Regions from separate parts of the Mus musculus genome. Here all the other regions are linked to region 1. A link is a contact called in public ChIA-PET and promoter capture Hi-C data. All regions are on one chromosome and are shown on one strand. The core of a region is the stretch at or near the end of the contact, and the rest is flanking DNA. Distances in the headings are between cores, read along the strand shown.

What was found. Promoter capture Hi-C pulls out the DNA fragments that hold promoters and counts their contacts. ChIA-PET counts read pairs in DNA pulled down with a chosen protein or histone mark.
Region 2: an RNA polymerase II ChIA-PET map of memory CD8 T cells shows a contact between it and region 1, with 14 read pairs. The contact joins the enhancer-like site here to the promoter of Agl in region 1. A contact is called at or near these places in 8 of 39 promoter capture datasets (the 3T3-L1 cell line, the C10 cell line, the HPC-7 cell line and 6 more), 4 of 115 datasets of contacts at active chromatin or transcription factors (bone marrow-derived macrophages, large pre-B cells, memory CD8 T cells and 1 more) and 1 of 9 other capture datasets (adipose tissue).
Region 3: a contact with region 1 is called in a promoter capture Hi-C map of liver, with 2.9 times the contacts expected there. The contact joins the enhancer-like site here to the promoter of Agl in region 1. A contact is called at or near these places in 19 of 39 promoter capture datasets (the 3T3-L1 cell line, the C10 cell line, the HPC-7 cell line and 10 more), 1 of 15 datasets of contacts at CTCF or cohesin (large pre-B cells), 13 of 115 datasets of contacts at active chromatin or transcription factors (the SCID.adh cell line, T-cell acute lymphoblastic leukemia, acute myeloid leukemia and 7 more) and 3 of 9 other capture datasets (adipose tissue, embryonic stem cells and liver).
Region 4: a promoter capture Hi-C map of pre-B cells shows a contact between it and region 1. The contact joins the promoter of Cdc14a here to the promoter of Agl in region 1. A contact is called at or near these places in 18 of 39 promoter capture datasets (3T3-L1-derived adipocytes, the C10 cell line, the HPC-7 cell line and 11 more), 1 of 15 datasets of contacts at CTCF or cohesin (the NIH/3T3 cell line), 6 of 484 Hi-C or Micro-C datasets (embryonic stem cells, muscle stem cells, nephron progenitors and 2 more), 11 of 115 datasets of contacts at active chromatin or transcription factors (the 230-238 cell line, the SCID.adh cell line, cardiomyocytes and 7 more) and 3 of 9 other capture datasets (adipose tissue, embryonic stem cells and liver).

Annotation. Positions count from the first base shown.
Region 1 is chr3:116,806,641-116,809,616 of GRCm38.p6, reverse strand. It overlaps Agl (amylo-1,6-glucosidase, 4-alpha-glucanotransferase), which reads left to right and starts at 1,451. Exons shown (of 34, transcript NM_001081326.1): 1 at 1,451-1,589; 2 at 2,200-2,349. The coding sequence starts at 2,268.
Region 2 is chr3:116,372,832-116,376,254 of GRCm38.p6, reverse strand. All of the region lies in intron 4 of Cdc14a (CDC14 cell division cycle 14A), which reads left to right. Among named protein-coding and RNA genes, the nearest start is that of Cdc14a, 49 kb to the left of the region's middle. Within about 2 kb of position 1,579, at least 42 of the 459 cell types and tissues checked have an H3K27ac peak or open chromatin away from gene starts, as enhancers often do. A contact at or near this core is called in memory CD8 T cells, where this site is marked.
Region 3 is chr3:116,333,891-116,337,067 of GRCm38.p6, reverse strand. All of the region lies in intron 7 of Cdc14a (CDC14 cell division cycle 14A), which reads left to right. Among named protein-coding and RNA genes, the nearest start is that of Gm46839, 78 kb to the right of the region's middle. Within about 2 kb of position 1,402, at least 11 of the 459 cell types and tissues checked have an H3K27ac peak or open chromatin away from gene starts, as enhancers often do. A contact at or near this core is called in liver, where this site is marked.
Region 4 is chr3:116,422,528-116,425,990 of GRCm38.p6, reverse strand. It overlaps Cdc14a (CDC14 cell division cycle 14A), which reads left to right and starts at 1,959. Exons shown (of 16, transcript NM_001080818.2): 1 at 1,959-2,554; 2 at 3,334-3,424. The coding sequence starts at 2,506. Gm40125 (a long non-coding RNA gene) reads right to left here and starts at 1,740. Exons shown (of 3, transcript XR_867571.3): 1 at 1,308-1,740.

The DNA.
Region 1 (2,976 bases), core at 202-2,701:
TGGGAAAGGCTAGTTTTGCAGCCCTGGAGAACAGCTATCCACTGGGGAGCAGCAAAATGAGCTGGCCAGAGGATAGTGTGATGAATCTGTACCAGATAAAGTGTCAGAGCGTGCACCCATGCTCCACATTTCAGATGGAGAAGTTATGGATCAGAACGCTTTGGGTAATCTACATTTAAAAAAGAAAATCAGAGAAACCCAACATACAGCGATAGAGTGTGGTATCTGAGTCACCGGCTCCCATTCTTCAACCCTCCCCAAACGAAGACCTGCTGGGTTCATTAGTCTAGCAGGCAGCCTTCAACTGGGGGATTTCATGGTCAAGCAGGAGTTTGTAGCCAGTTCACAGAGGGCGCACTCTGGCCTCCACACTTCCTAGGAACACAGCAGAAGAGACGCCTAAGGGAACATCAGACCTGAAGGAGAAATCTTGAGATGACTGTCACAGAAAAACCAGAACGTCTTTATAAGCTAGAATGCACACTCATTCTTCCATTTTACCAAGTCCTTATTGATATCAAGCCACGGAAAATAATGCCAACCTTAGATGAAGGGTTTAGTGAACCAAAATCATCGGGAATGTACTTGAAATCACATACACTCCGTTGTTCATGAAGCGGCTTTAAGCATGTTACTTAACCTTTGAGGGAGTCTGTTTCCTTGTCTTTAAATCAACGGTAACCAAATAATAATAATAAAAATAAATAAAAAATAAAAATGCATGTTTGCTGTGACAAAACCCTGAACCAAAAGCAAGTTGGGGAAAGAAAGTGTTTGGCTTACACTTCCTGGTCACAGTGCTCTATTGGAGGAAGTTAAAGCAGGAACTCAACGAGAAAGACCCAGAGGCAGGACCTCAAGCAGAGACCATAGAGAAGTGCAGCTTGCTGGCTTGCTCCTCCCGGGCTGGGCCGCCTGTTTACCTATGGAACTAAGGCCCATCTGCCCAGGGGTGGCCATGCCTATTTTCCTCCCATATAGCAACCATAAAACAAGAAAATGCTCCCATGCACAAGCCCACAGGCCAATCTGATGGAGGCAGTTCCTTAGCTGAGGTCCCCTCTTCCCAGCGACCAGTGTGTCACAAGGTTAATGAAGCCAAGCAGGGAATTTTAAGAAACTTGGTTTTCCCAACTTTGCATTTTCTTCCCAGAAAGAACGTCCCTAACTAAACATTATCCCAGCTCTTCTTCGCTCTTGAACTCACTTTTCCTAGAGAGGCAGAGCGATCGCACATCAGGGCAATGACAGTTCCCAAAGCCCAGACCCCCTCAAACCCACAAGCCGTGCCCACCTCTCGCGAGATCAGTGGTCTGTGCTAGCGGGGGCGATGGCTCCCGGAAGTGGGCGGGGAGGCAGGGCCACGCCCCCCAGGCTAGTCCGGGGCCCAGCGGAGTCGGCACGTCCTCCGGCCGCGGGGGGCGGAGTCTCGGCGGCCCTGGCCTGTCACTGTCCCCTGGCCCGGGTCCCGGCGCCCCTCCCCGTGCCCTTCACGGCCGCCCTGCCCTCCCCGGGCCGCCGCTGCGTCCGGCGTTCCCGCTGTACCCGGCTCCGGCTCCCGCTCCCGACGCCGCACGTCTATCCCGCTCGTAAGTGCCTGGAATGCGTCCGTCTCCGGACGCGCATTCCTTCTATCTATAGCCGCTCTGTACATCGCATGCCACCGCCGCCGCAGCTATTCCCGGGACAGCAACTGCTAACCTCTCCAATCACCTCCCTATTGGTGGCTTCAGACCCGAATTTGGGAACTGGGCGCTCTTCCACCTGTTCAGCAGCCTGATCTGCTGGAGGCTACAGTGCCATTTGGAGTTTTCAGGGCCCCCTGGCTCAGGAACGGAATTTATGCCACTGAACTCCAGGGTTTTCGCGGATGCATTGCTTTTCTCTGAGAATGCTTTAGGGGTTTTGTTGGTCTGCTCTGTTTTGAACTGAGTGTAAGACTCTACATCTTTGCTTCAGGCTTTCTTATTCTGCTCCAAGAGAGAAGAAACTTCTCCCTTGTTGGGCTTTACTGACAAGATTTTGCTCTTTCTCATTGCTCTTCTTGGCTTTAAACCTATCTAGGACATGTAAGTGCCGCTGTCAACTCCAGAGAGTTTTAGGTCATATTTTCTTTTCTTTTCTTTCTTTCTTTCTTTTTTTTTTTCTTCTTCTTCTCCTTTTTTTTTTTTTTTTAAATAATTCCACTTTGTTTTATAGGGGTAACTCATTCCACTTTGGAGTCCTTTTAGTTCTACGGAAAGAGTTCGAATCCTCCAGAAGCCAAAATGGAACACAGTAAGCAGATTCGAATTTTACTACTGAACGAGATGGAGAAGCTAGAGAAGACCCTCTTCAGACTTGAACAAGGTCCGTTGCAAGTTGTTTGATTAGCTCTTTTTATGTCTTTTAATGCATTGGCGTTCTATTAGATTTTTTTTTAACTTAAAATTAGGGACTGGGTGTTGGCAGGTAGAATGCATGCTTAGCATAAATGAGGCTGTAGATTCAGTCCTCTGCATGAACAGACACACACACACACACACACACACACACACTCGCGCACTCAAATAACTTTAAGTTAGCTGAAATTTCATAGATCTTGATTTGTGCCAAAATGGTAGGTACATTGGTGGTGAGGAATGAATGTTGATTAAGAATAGACCTGTCACGTTAGCACAAAGATAGCTCAGCTCATCTTGCTGCAGACGACCACCGGAGGCAGACACTACAGGTTATAGGAAGTCCCTCGTGGGTAGAACTTGTGCCTAGCCTGGGTTCAGTCCCTACCTTAGGGAGAAAAAGAAGTGGTAGAGAGTGCGTGTGCAGTTAAAAGATTGAGCATGTTATTAGTAATAGCATTTATTGTTATAACTCGTGAAATCATATATAATGTAGCTTTGCATATATCTGTAGGGTGGCTTTTCAGAGCAAACTCTTTTCCTCTATTGAGCTTCAGCGCTGGGAGAGTAGAGTACAGCAAAAGGCGTAGTGAGC
Region 2 (3,423 bases), core at 330-2,829, 430 kb after region 1:
TGAACCAAGATAAGAATTGTCTGTATTGGAATTATGGGAAATTCTCTGCCTTGATCCTTTTCCTGTCCTCTGCCCCTTCCTCATTTCCCTTTCACTGGTAAACCGGGGCTTCAAGTCTTGATGCGACAGAGACGTGAGGGAGAACAGCTGACCATGGGGCGAGGATGGATATGTCTGCTGGATTTTTAGAAAATGTGATGTGTATTCACTAAAGTGAGCCGGAATGGGGGTCAGAGGTGAGGCAGGGTGTGTGGGGATGGGGGTGGGAATTCCTAGTAGCTACAAGGAAGGAAGATGTATTTTCTATAAAGTAAGTGTGTGGTAAGGTAGGTCTGTGGTTGCCTTTACTTGTCTGTGTTCTCGTTTGTGGAAATTAGTGAGCGATGGCATGTAGGAACCTGCTTACTTCAAAACAAGACCTTTGCATGCTTAAGAGGGATCAATTCTTTTCTCTTCTTGAAGGACAATCTTGTCATGTGGCATTTGTTTGCAAAGTTCAGGCTAATGTACAGACAAATGACCACAGGATCTGTTCTGTAAACACCCACCTAGTGGGGCAAGCTCTTGTTTCTCCTGCATTCTCCAAGCAACAACTCTTTGGTAAACACTGGAAGAGAACAACCAGTTCCTTGTTTGAGTCCATTGTTAGTTTTCTCTTCTTGAGTAAGTTCAAAGAGAAGGCGCTTACACATTACCAGGCAGGAGCTGTGAGACCTGAGTTGTATGCAGTGTGGCTCTGCCTTGAAAGTTTGCCTTAACATCTCCCCCGCAAACTCCTCAAAACCCAGAGAAAACCAGGAGAAAGATATTTGAAAATGTTTTGAAATTGCTTATTATTTTTGAGATAAGGTCTTGTGATGTCACCCAGGCTGGCTTCAAACCTGAGCTCCCTGTGTCTTGATCTCTGAGTGCTGGTGTTACAGGCACACTCTGCTACATTCAACTAAAAATTTAACTTAGAGAACACTGTTGTTGTTTAATGTTCCTTGGTTACATGATCTGGTTACTGAATGAACACTGAGAGCCTGGTTTACCTTCTCCATTCCTGGCAGATCTCAGGCCATGGTTTGATGGAAAACATCCAATCTTGACTGGGCTCCATCTCTGCTTTGCAGCCCTCTTGCTGTGTGTGCTCAGAAAGTGTTTCCTTCCCAACAGTTCCCATTTGTTACCACAAGGAAAATCTCTCCTCTTATCTCTGCCCCACTTCTCATTGCCCCAGGTTTTAAATCAGCCTTAGATAAAAATGTCAAATATTAAGGAGAGTTATGCATTTTGAAATAGAATTGACATAAATATAATACAATACTGTTAAAACAATTGAAGTAGTTCAGATTTCAATGTAGAGTCACTGAGAATGTACTCATTCATTCCCTCACGGTTTCCTTATTTTTAAGATTTTACTTTTATTTATTATTATTTTGTGTGCGAGTGAGTGCGGGCAGGCACACATGTGCCCTGGTGAACTCCGAGGTTAGAGGTCAGAGGGCAACTTTGTGGAGTCTGTTTCTCCTTTCACTTTTACATGGTTTCTGGAGACTGAACACAGGTTGCCAGGTTGTCATCACTGGCTTCAACTTTGAGCTTTGATCTTGGGTAAAGTATATCCGGAGTTTGAGATATTTGCCTTTTTAAGTAAGCTTTGAAGTGTAGTTCATTTGTAAGTGAAAGAGTTATCATACAAAATGACAGATGTTTGAAAAACTTAAATGTTTAATCATGACTTACATCAGCCACTAGTATCTTGATCATAAACATGTTCTGATTTGAGCCTGATTTGAACCGAGTTTTACCTAGAGGTTGCCTTCTGACAGTGACTGATAGGTTATACACAGGCATATGCTTACCTGGGTATACATGTATGTAACATGTAACCTGTGGTTACTCCAGGAATATGAAGGACTTAGGTACTCTAGGGGCCACACATTTTCTTCCATCCCCCATTCTGTTTTTTTTTTTTTTTTTTTTTTCATGTGGAAGAGGTTTTATTGGGAGCGAGAGACAAGGTGGCAGCAGAAAGAGAAGAAGAGGAAAAGAGAGAGGGGAAGATTTTCTATTGGTGTGGTTTTCTTCGGTTTGCTTGGCAAAGGCTTGGCCTACGTCCTTATGATTTAACTGTCGGTGATGTGTGTGTTGGCACATGGGCTCGAATCAGGCATAAGCAGTCCACGGTGTCATTGAAACAGTTCTAGCAAGAGATGTGCGACTGTCCCAGTCGCATCATCAGCTCTGGAGAGACATCTATTCAGGCTGATTATGAAAATTCTGCTTTCCATGAAATTAAATGAGGAGACACATGTGGCTAATATCTGCAATCCTCCCAAAAAACAGCCCATCAAAGGCTCCCGCTAGCTCCACTCTGGTTGTATCCATGAGAGAGGTGGAAGGAGTGTTTCTCATCCAAATGAATTTTGAGATAAACACAATCGTGTCTGCTGCTTGTCATCTGTCTACTTAACCCAAACTCCAGATGAAAATGTAGAGATGTCATGAGGGCATTTCAGAGCAAACAGAACCTCAGACAAACAAACGAAGTCACAGCCCATTTCTATGAAGATGTGGGATGAAGGATTTTTAGGGTAGACGTAAGTGATGGGGTGGTGATGTGAGGCCCAATTCTGCTTCCCCCTTACGGTACATTGTGTCTCCATCTTTGTTAGGCAGTACTGTGTTCTTCGTTGCTGACTTCCTGGTCTGTGGTTTCTATTGGATTGGAAGGGTTTTCTATATACTGGCTTCAACCAGACTGCAGAAGATAAGATTCGGTCTTATTATTGTGTTTTAATTAGAATACCGAGCCTGGTAGATTTAAAGTAGACCAGACGCAGGCCGTTGGGAACACAGTGGGTTTCTGCTTCGTAACCACAGGCTTGCCTATTTAATGTCCTCAATTGTTCCACTCTGAGTATTTCTGCTTCTGTAAGTTAGAACAAAAGTGAAATTGTCTGTGCATCTCACAAATAAGTAGGTTTTTTTTCCTTTTTTTTTTTTTTAAATTATCAAGTTGAATGGAGTTATTGTTTTTCTTGTCACTGGATAGAATGGCAGGATATGAATAAGAAGAAAATGTTACAAAACATTAAAAATTTAAACATCACTGTTTGGGCTTGTTTATGACAATTAAAATTGAAATCTGTCTTCAGGAAATAGTTTACAAATTAAGGACCTTGACATTTAAAAAGTCTGAGAACCAAGTCTTAGGCACCAAGGACAAAGCTTAAAAAAAATTCATGACGTTGGCTTTTTGCAAACTTTTTTTTTTTTGAGATGTGCCTTCTGTGGTATCTGTAATCTTTACAGGTAATTGAAGTGTTTTTCTCCCTAGTCTTGGCCATTTTGTTCTGTTGTTCATAAAAGTTCATGAAAGTTCAAATACAGAAGCCATAAGTCTGAATAGTAACACCTCTCTCTCCTTGACATGGA
Region 3 (3,177 bases), core at 153-2,652, 470 kb after region 1:
GCATCGAGACGGAACGCAGAGCCACAGTCTGCAGGTGCTCACTGGCCTAGACTGTTGAAACAATCTCTCAAATAACCCCGCCTTATCTTTCTCCCATGCCCACGGTCTGTCTTCCATACTGCCTTCTACTAACGTGCCTCTCACTTCCAGTTGTTACTAGTTGAGGGGACGCAGTCATCCCACATCGCGCACCCCCTTTCTTCCACCACACTCTCATTCAAAAGTAGAACCAAAGCCAGTCTGGAGCTTGATGGTGATCTGGCACCAAAGCATGGAAACTTGATTTTAACCCAACAGCTCAAATATTGACTATGCTTTCAGCTCATAAAGGGTCCAGCTTCATGGCATTATTTGTGTTTATGGAATAAAGCTGTCCTGTCAGTGTGAATTTATTGATTCAGAGGTTAAGGAAAATGCCAAAACATCTTTAAAATGAATTTTTGAAAAGACATTGAAGTTTTTGTCTTAGTTTTTGAAGCATTCTTTCTGCCGGCCTTCTGGCTGATGAGTATTTTGGATGGTTTACGGCAAATGTGGTGCAGTTTTTCCTTAATGAAAAAGGTCGCAGCTCTTTCCTCTTAGGCTTACTTTGGGAATGAAATGAGCTACATAGGGTACTGTTCTGCAGAGTGGGGATGTAGTTCCTGTTTGCCTTCATCATAACTGATGTTTGTCAATCCCAAATAAAAGCACTGAGAATCCCTTTTATTATTTTGTGCATAGCAACAAGTCACAGTCTTTTTTTTTTTTAAGGTTTATTTATTATTTTTTTTATGTGCATTGATGTTTTTGCCTGCATGTGTGTCTGTGTGAGGGTGTTGAATCCCCCGGAACTGGAGTTACCGAGAGTTGTGAGCTGCCATGTGGGTGCTGGGATTTGAACCCAGGTCCTCTGGAAGAGCAGCCAGTGTTCTTATCTGCTGAGTCATCTCTCCAGCCTAAAGTTATAGTTCTTGACTTGTTTCCTGGGAAATCGTGTAGAGTGATGGAAAACACATATTGCCAGCCTAGACAGCTTTTATTGATAGTCTTGCCATCAGCCCCAGGGGCTTTCTGTGTTCACTGTGGACCTATGATAACGGCAAAAGTCCAAATGTTTGTGCTTCTGTGATCAGTACACCACAGACATAAATATATTCTCTGCGAGTATAGAAACTGATACTTTCCAGTCAGATTCCATTCTAGGAACAGCAACTTGGCTGTTCAAGGGAAATCTGAAGTGGAGAATCTTAAAGTATGGTGCGTTACAGTATCTAAACACACCCATCGCAGGAATGAGACGTCTATCTTACAGTGTAGGTCACGTGCGGCTTTCTAACTGGTATCTGATGGGTAGGGAGCTTTACCTCAGCCGGGGCTAAATCAATGTTCACGTCTCATGCCTGCTTACGTGGTTTTTTTTTTTTTTTTTTTACAAAATGTGGTAGGGTTAGAAAGTACCTGAAGTTCCTGCCTGATCTGGATTCTTTGAAGTTTAATTAGGACAACAGATTTGTGTCATTTTAAATATTCTGTCATTGGCATGTTAGAATTGTAGAAATCACCGGGAAAGGGGCACAGATATAAAGTAACTTTTAGTTGCCTGATGCAATTGTCATCTCTGAGGCTTACTACCTCTGTCTGCTAACTTAGGCCTAGTCCTGGAAATTTCTAGCCTCTGGACAATCTAATCTAGAATGTTTTCAGCCTCTGAGAATTACTGTTGAATAAGCTCACCCCTTCCTAGTTCTTTCTGAATTCTGGCTAGCTGGCTCAACTCAGCAGTTCTGGCTCAAATGCCTCTTCAAGTTGACAGATTCGATTTTGCTCTTCTCTTGGCCTCTCCTGAATCGCTCCGCTTGGCCTCAAAATGACTTGGGCAATCTGTTCTAATCTTCTGGCTCCTTCTCATTCTCTGGCTCATTTTGTTTTGACCTGTGTCTAGCTTGTTCTCTTTTCAGCCAATCTCTGTAAAACCGTCCCAGTAAAGCTGCCTCCTCCTTCTGTCTGCACCTGTTCTTTCATAGCTTTCATTTCCTCTCTCTTTTCCCAAGAGTTGGGCTTATCCTCTTCTGTCAAATCTCTCTCTGATTCTCTATTGTCTGCCACACCATTAGATATCACTTTCAAACATGGGCACTTCTTAATTACAAACTAACTTTACCATCATCGTTTGGTATTAAAGGTGTGTGCTAAGGGCTGAGCCCCACCACAACTAGAAACAGATCTTTTCAGTAAATAACACAGTCTTGGGGTTTACAACATGATCAAGTATCTTGCAACATACAGATAGATCCTTGTTCTGGAACATTACCGGAGCAATCTTTTATGTATTAGGTCAGTTAAAAGCTGTGACCTTTCTTTCAAATTTAAATCTAAGCTCTCATTGTTTAACTTTAGCAACGTTTCCTAGGCTGCCAAATAGAGCCAGGTGTTCCCCAGTGTTCACCATTTTAGGTAGGAAGGTTTACCAACACAATTCTGTTGATTCTGTGAGTGAATTTATCTCACTGTCTCTATTCACATGATCGATTATAAAAGGTTACTATTTAACCAAGCAGATAACTATAATCAAAATGAACAGGTATAAATATATTCAATAAATTCATCTGTCCTCCTTAGTGGCCAAGAATACAGAAATAGTGGACACAGAAAGCCACTGTCTTCCACTATTGATCAGGGCATGCTTTTGTCTTTTGATAATTGAAGCTCATGTTTATTCTTCACTTTCTAAAGTAGATCATTCATTTAGACTTTTATTTAAACAAATTGTTTAATCCCTTAGCAATTGTTATAAAGAGATAGCTACACATCTGCTTATGCATCTCCAAGATTTATAGGGTGTTGTAGAGTGATTTTGTTTTTTATCTTTGGGTTACTATAGTGGATACACATTCAAGATGCCATATAAAGCTTTTTTAAAATACTTTTTTTTTTTTTTAACGATTGGAGAGATGTTATTATGTTTTAGGAATATAAATTGGCCAGTCAGGTTTTGGTTTTCATGGAAGTGACAGTGGATAACATAAGTGAGGTAGTGGCTCTGATTGCCTTGATGTTCTAGCGTATTTGATACATATTTATTTTGTACTTGCCAAAGAGTCCAAGCTCTAATTGGCTTAGATGCCTACCGTGGAGGCCGCCACGCCAGAGGAAGTGTTCTTTACACAGAAACGTGCTGCTTTCCTGATGTAGATG
Region 4 (3,463 bases), core at 710-3,209, 380 kb after region 1:
CAACTTTTTACTGCAGTTGATAGTCAGATGAAAAACTATAAGACTTGTAAAGCGGCAGCTTTAGAAATGGGTTGAGTGGGCTTTACTGTTAGCTTTATAGACAAAGGGGCGAAGCCTACTGAGACTGACATGCTATGCTTTTCTACATATTTCATTAAAAAAAATCTCAATTACGTTTATTCCAACAAAATTGAAATTGTTCAACGTATTAAAACCAGGATTTGGGAGAATAAAGGTAACATTCAAGTTTTGAGAGGGTCTTTGTTCTTTTTCCTTCTTTTTTTTATTTTTTAGTTTTCAAGACAGGGTTTCTCTTCATAGCCCTGTCTGCCCTGGAACTCACTATGTAGACCAGGCTGGCCTTGAACTCATAGATTCACCTGCCTCTGCCTCCCAGGTGCTGTAATTAAAGATATATGCCACCAACCCCTGGCTATTTTAAAGTGTACTCCCCCTCCTCCTTCTCCCTTTTTCTTTTTGGGAGGTCTTTGCTTTCAGGACTCTTAGAATATGTAATACACTTCAAAAGGGTTCAAGGCTCATTACAACTTTCAGGACTTTTACAGTTGTAAAGTCTGTTTCTTTTTCGGGGTTAACTTTTGAATGTAAGGAGAGGGTGTCTTTTTAACTCCCTTACCAAGGATGTGTTTGGCTAGAATTACCGAGATGCTCTGAATAACTTTCCAGTATATCAAAGTAGTATCCACTTAGTTTTGTGCTTGTTTAGCTTTATGGAAAGCCGGCAGAGCAGAAGAATGGCCTAAGAATTGCCTCCCTGGAGTCAGTGTTCCAAGTTGCTTCAGCCGGCACTTTGCTCGAGCGCCCCCTCTCTCCCTAGAGGTCAACACGCAACTGCGAGCTTTCAAAGGCTTGCACAAATCCCCGTTTCAAGGAGAAACCACTCAGAGCGCATGCTCTGGTGATAGTGGTTCAGTAGCGCCATTTTCGTAAGGGAAGGGCTGGCCACTAGTTCCGTCCCTAGGGCTCCCAGCATTAAAGTTCTCCAAACTGGATCAAAACGTTGCCGAACAAGTCCGGGGCCTCCTGGAGAGGAGCCTTTGTACTCCTTTGCAACGCTCCAGCCAAGACTACAGAAATCTTCTGTTCATTTCTCTTGTGGACAAGAGATCCTTTTCCCTCTTCTCCCTTCGCCTAGGATAGCCTACAGTCCGAGACTAGAGCCTTACACTTCTGGTGTAATTTTGCGCTCACACCTGTGGCCAAAATGAAAGGACTTGGAGAACTGGACGGGAATTTTTTTCCCCCTTGAGAACAAAGCCTAGGTGAGAGCAGACTCTAGTACTTACAGGGCATCAGTCCGTGTACTCAGGAGCTAGGAGGTATCGCTTCTTTTGAAAATTGGTTATAAAGACACAGATCCGATAGTGGTGAGAATAGGGGTTGGTGGAAAGATAGCTAGCGGTACGACCCGACATGGAGAAGGTCTGAGGTTTTTCAATGTGTGTGTCTGCGCGCGCGTGCGTGTGTGTCTCTGTGTGTGTGTGTGTGTGTGTGCGCGCGCGCGAGTTTAGAAGAAACTGAGTGAAGCAGGAAAGAGCTTGAGAGACAAAAAAAAATCTGGTGTGGAAGAAGAGCTAGCCGGTGCAGACGTGGAGACAGCATCTCAGCCCGCCAGGCAGTCGCAGCTTCCTGGGAGGCATTCACTCCTCTCTACCCATCCTTTTTCATTCATAAGTTTGTGGCTCCGCCTGACATCCACCCCACCCCCACCCCACCCAGGCAGAGGGCCAAGTTTCCTGTGTAGCAATTGGTGAAAGGCAACAAAGCCTTAGCAACTGGCTCCTAGTGACCCGCGGGGCGCCTGGTAACTGGGGCCCGAGGCCGGCTCAGAGAAAGGAGCCGAGCTGTCCCTTTAAGGGATGGCCGCGGAGTGGTGAAAGTGGAGGGGGACGAGGGAGGGCGGGGAGGCAGGTCTGGGGGCGGACCTAAGAGGAGGAGGAGGAGGAGAGGGAGGAAGAGTTGCTGCTGAAAGGAGGTGGCGAAGGAGGAGTCTGAGCAGCTGCTACTAGCCCCGCGGACACCTCCGGAGTCCTGCCCGCTGCCGCACGAGTGGCCACGGGCGCGATCCGGGCCAAACGTCTTGTCCTCCATGATCACTTTGGGAGCCGGGGAAAGACTTTGCCCGGCCTTGGGAGCTGGTGTGCGCCGTCCAGGTTTGGTGGAGACGGTGCAGCGCGAGAAGGAGGAGCTGCAGCTCGAGAAGCAGCAGCAGCCGCCGCCGCCGCAGAGTCCGGATCACAGCGGTTACAGCCCGGGGCGTGTGCGTCCCGCGCCCAGCGGGTTCGGTTCCCCACGGAATGTCCCCGGGGCGCCCCACGCGCTGACCCTGCAGCTGCCTCCGCCTTGGGCGACTGCCTCCTCCCTCAGGCAGGCTCGGTGATTGGGACCGCGAGCTCCCAGCTCTTGGGCAGTGGGGAAGCCCCCGGGGGCGGGTGACCTCAGCTGGCCACGACCCAGCCCTCCCCCGTGCGGATCTCGCTTAAGATGGCAGCGGAGTCTGGGGAACTAATCGGGGCTTGCGAGTTCATGAAAGGTGAGGAGCAGCCACCCGGCATCCTCCGGCCCTTCCACGCCACTCCCCCCCCCCAACTCCTCACGGCTCACCCCTTTGTCCCAAGCCTCTATGCTGGGTTTCTTTTCGGGCCCTGTGTCCCTCAGTACTGCGGCTCGGCGCTCGGGCCCCTTCTCGCTACTCAACTCCCGGAGGACCCCCTGCTTCCGGCTTCTTTTTTCGCGTTCTCACTCCCTCTGCAGCTTCCTCGTACCCGGACAGTGCAGGCTTCTCTGCTTGGGATCCTCCTGCAAACCTATCTTGGTGGGGAGCCTGCTGGTTTTAATCCTCCATCCGCTAACTCTCTACTTCCTCGGTGGCTGGCCCGTGTTTTTGGGACACCCCCTACCCCCAACCACACCCCCCTATCTTTCCTTCCTTCCTCTTGAAGTCTGCTAAGCTGCAGCGGCAGAAGCTCGCCTCTTTTCCCATTCCACCGCAGCTGAGGTCTGAAGGTTTCCGAACCAAACTTGTGTCTCCAGTTTTGCGGGTACCCACAGCTCCTGTCTGCACCCGCCCGCACGCAACCAGGGGGTGAGGGAACTCAGAAGATGCTCTGCCCCCTGCTGGGTCTTCTAGCCTCTTAGCAAGATGTGCTTTTGGGGCTCTGTAGCTTTCTGGAAGATCCTGTTTCTCCAAGAATCCCACGTGTTAAAGGTCTTTAAACGATGTGTAGCAGTTATTAATCCTTTGTGCATGATCTGCACTCTCAGTCTCGCGTCCCTGCTTCTCATGTTCTGTCTTTTAAACTTGTCTTTCAGATCGATTATATTTTGCTACTTTAAGGAATAGACCAAAAAGCACAATAAATATCCACTATTTCTCCATCGACGAGGAGCTGGTCTATGAAAAGTAAGTCCCCCCCTACTTTTTTTTTTAGCACCCCCTGAA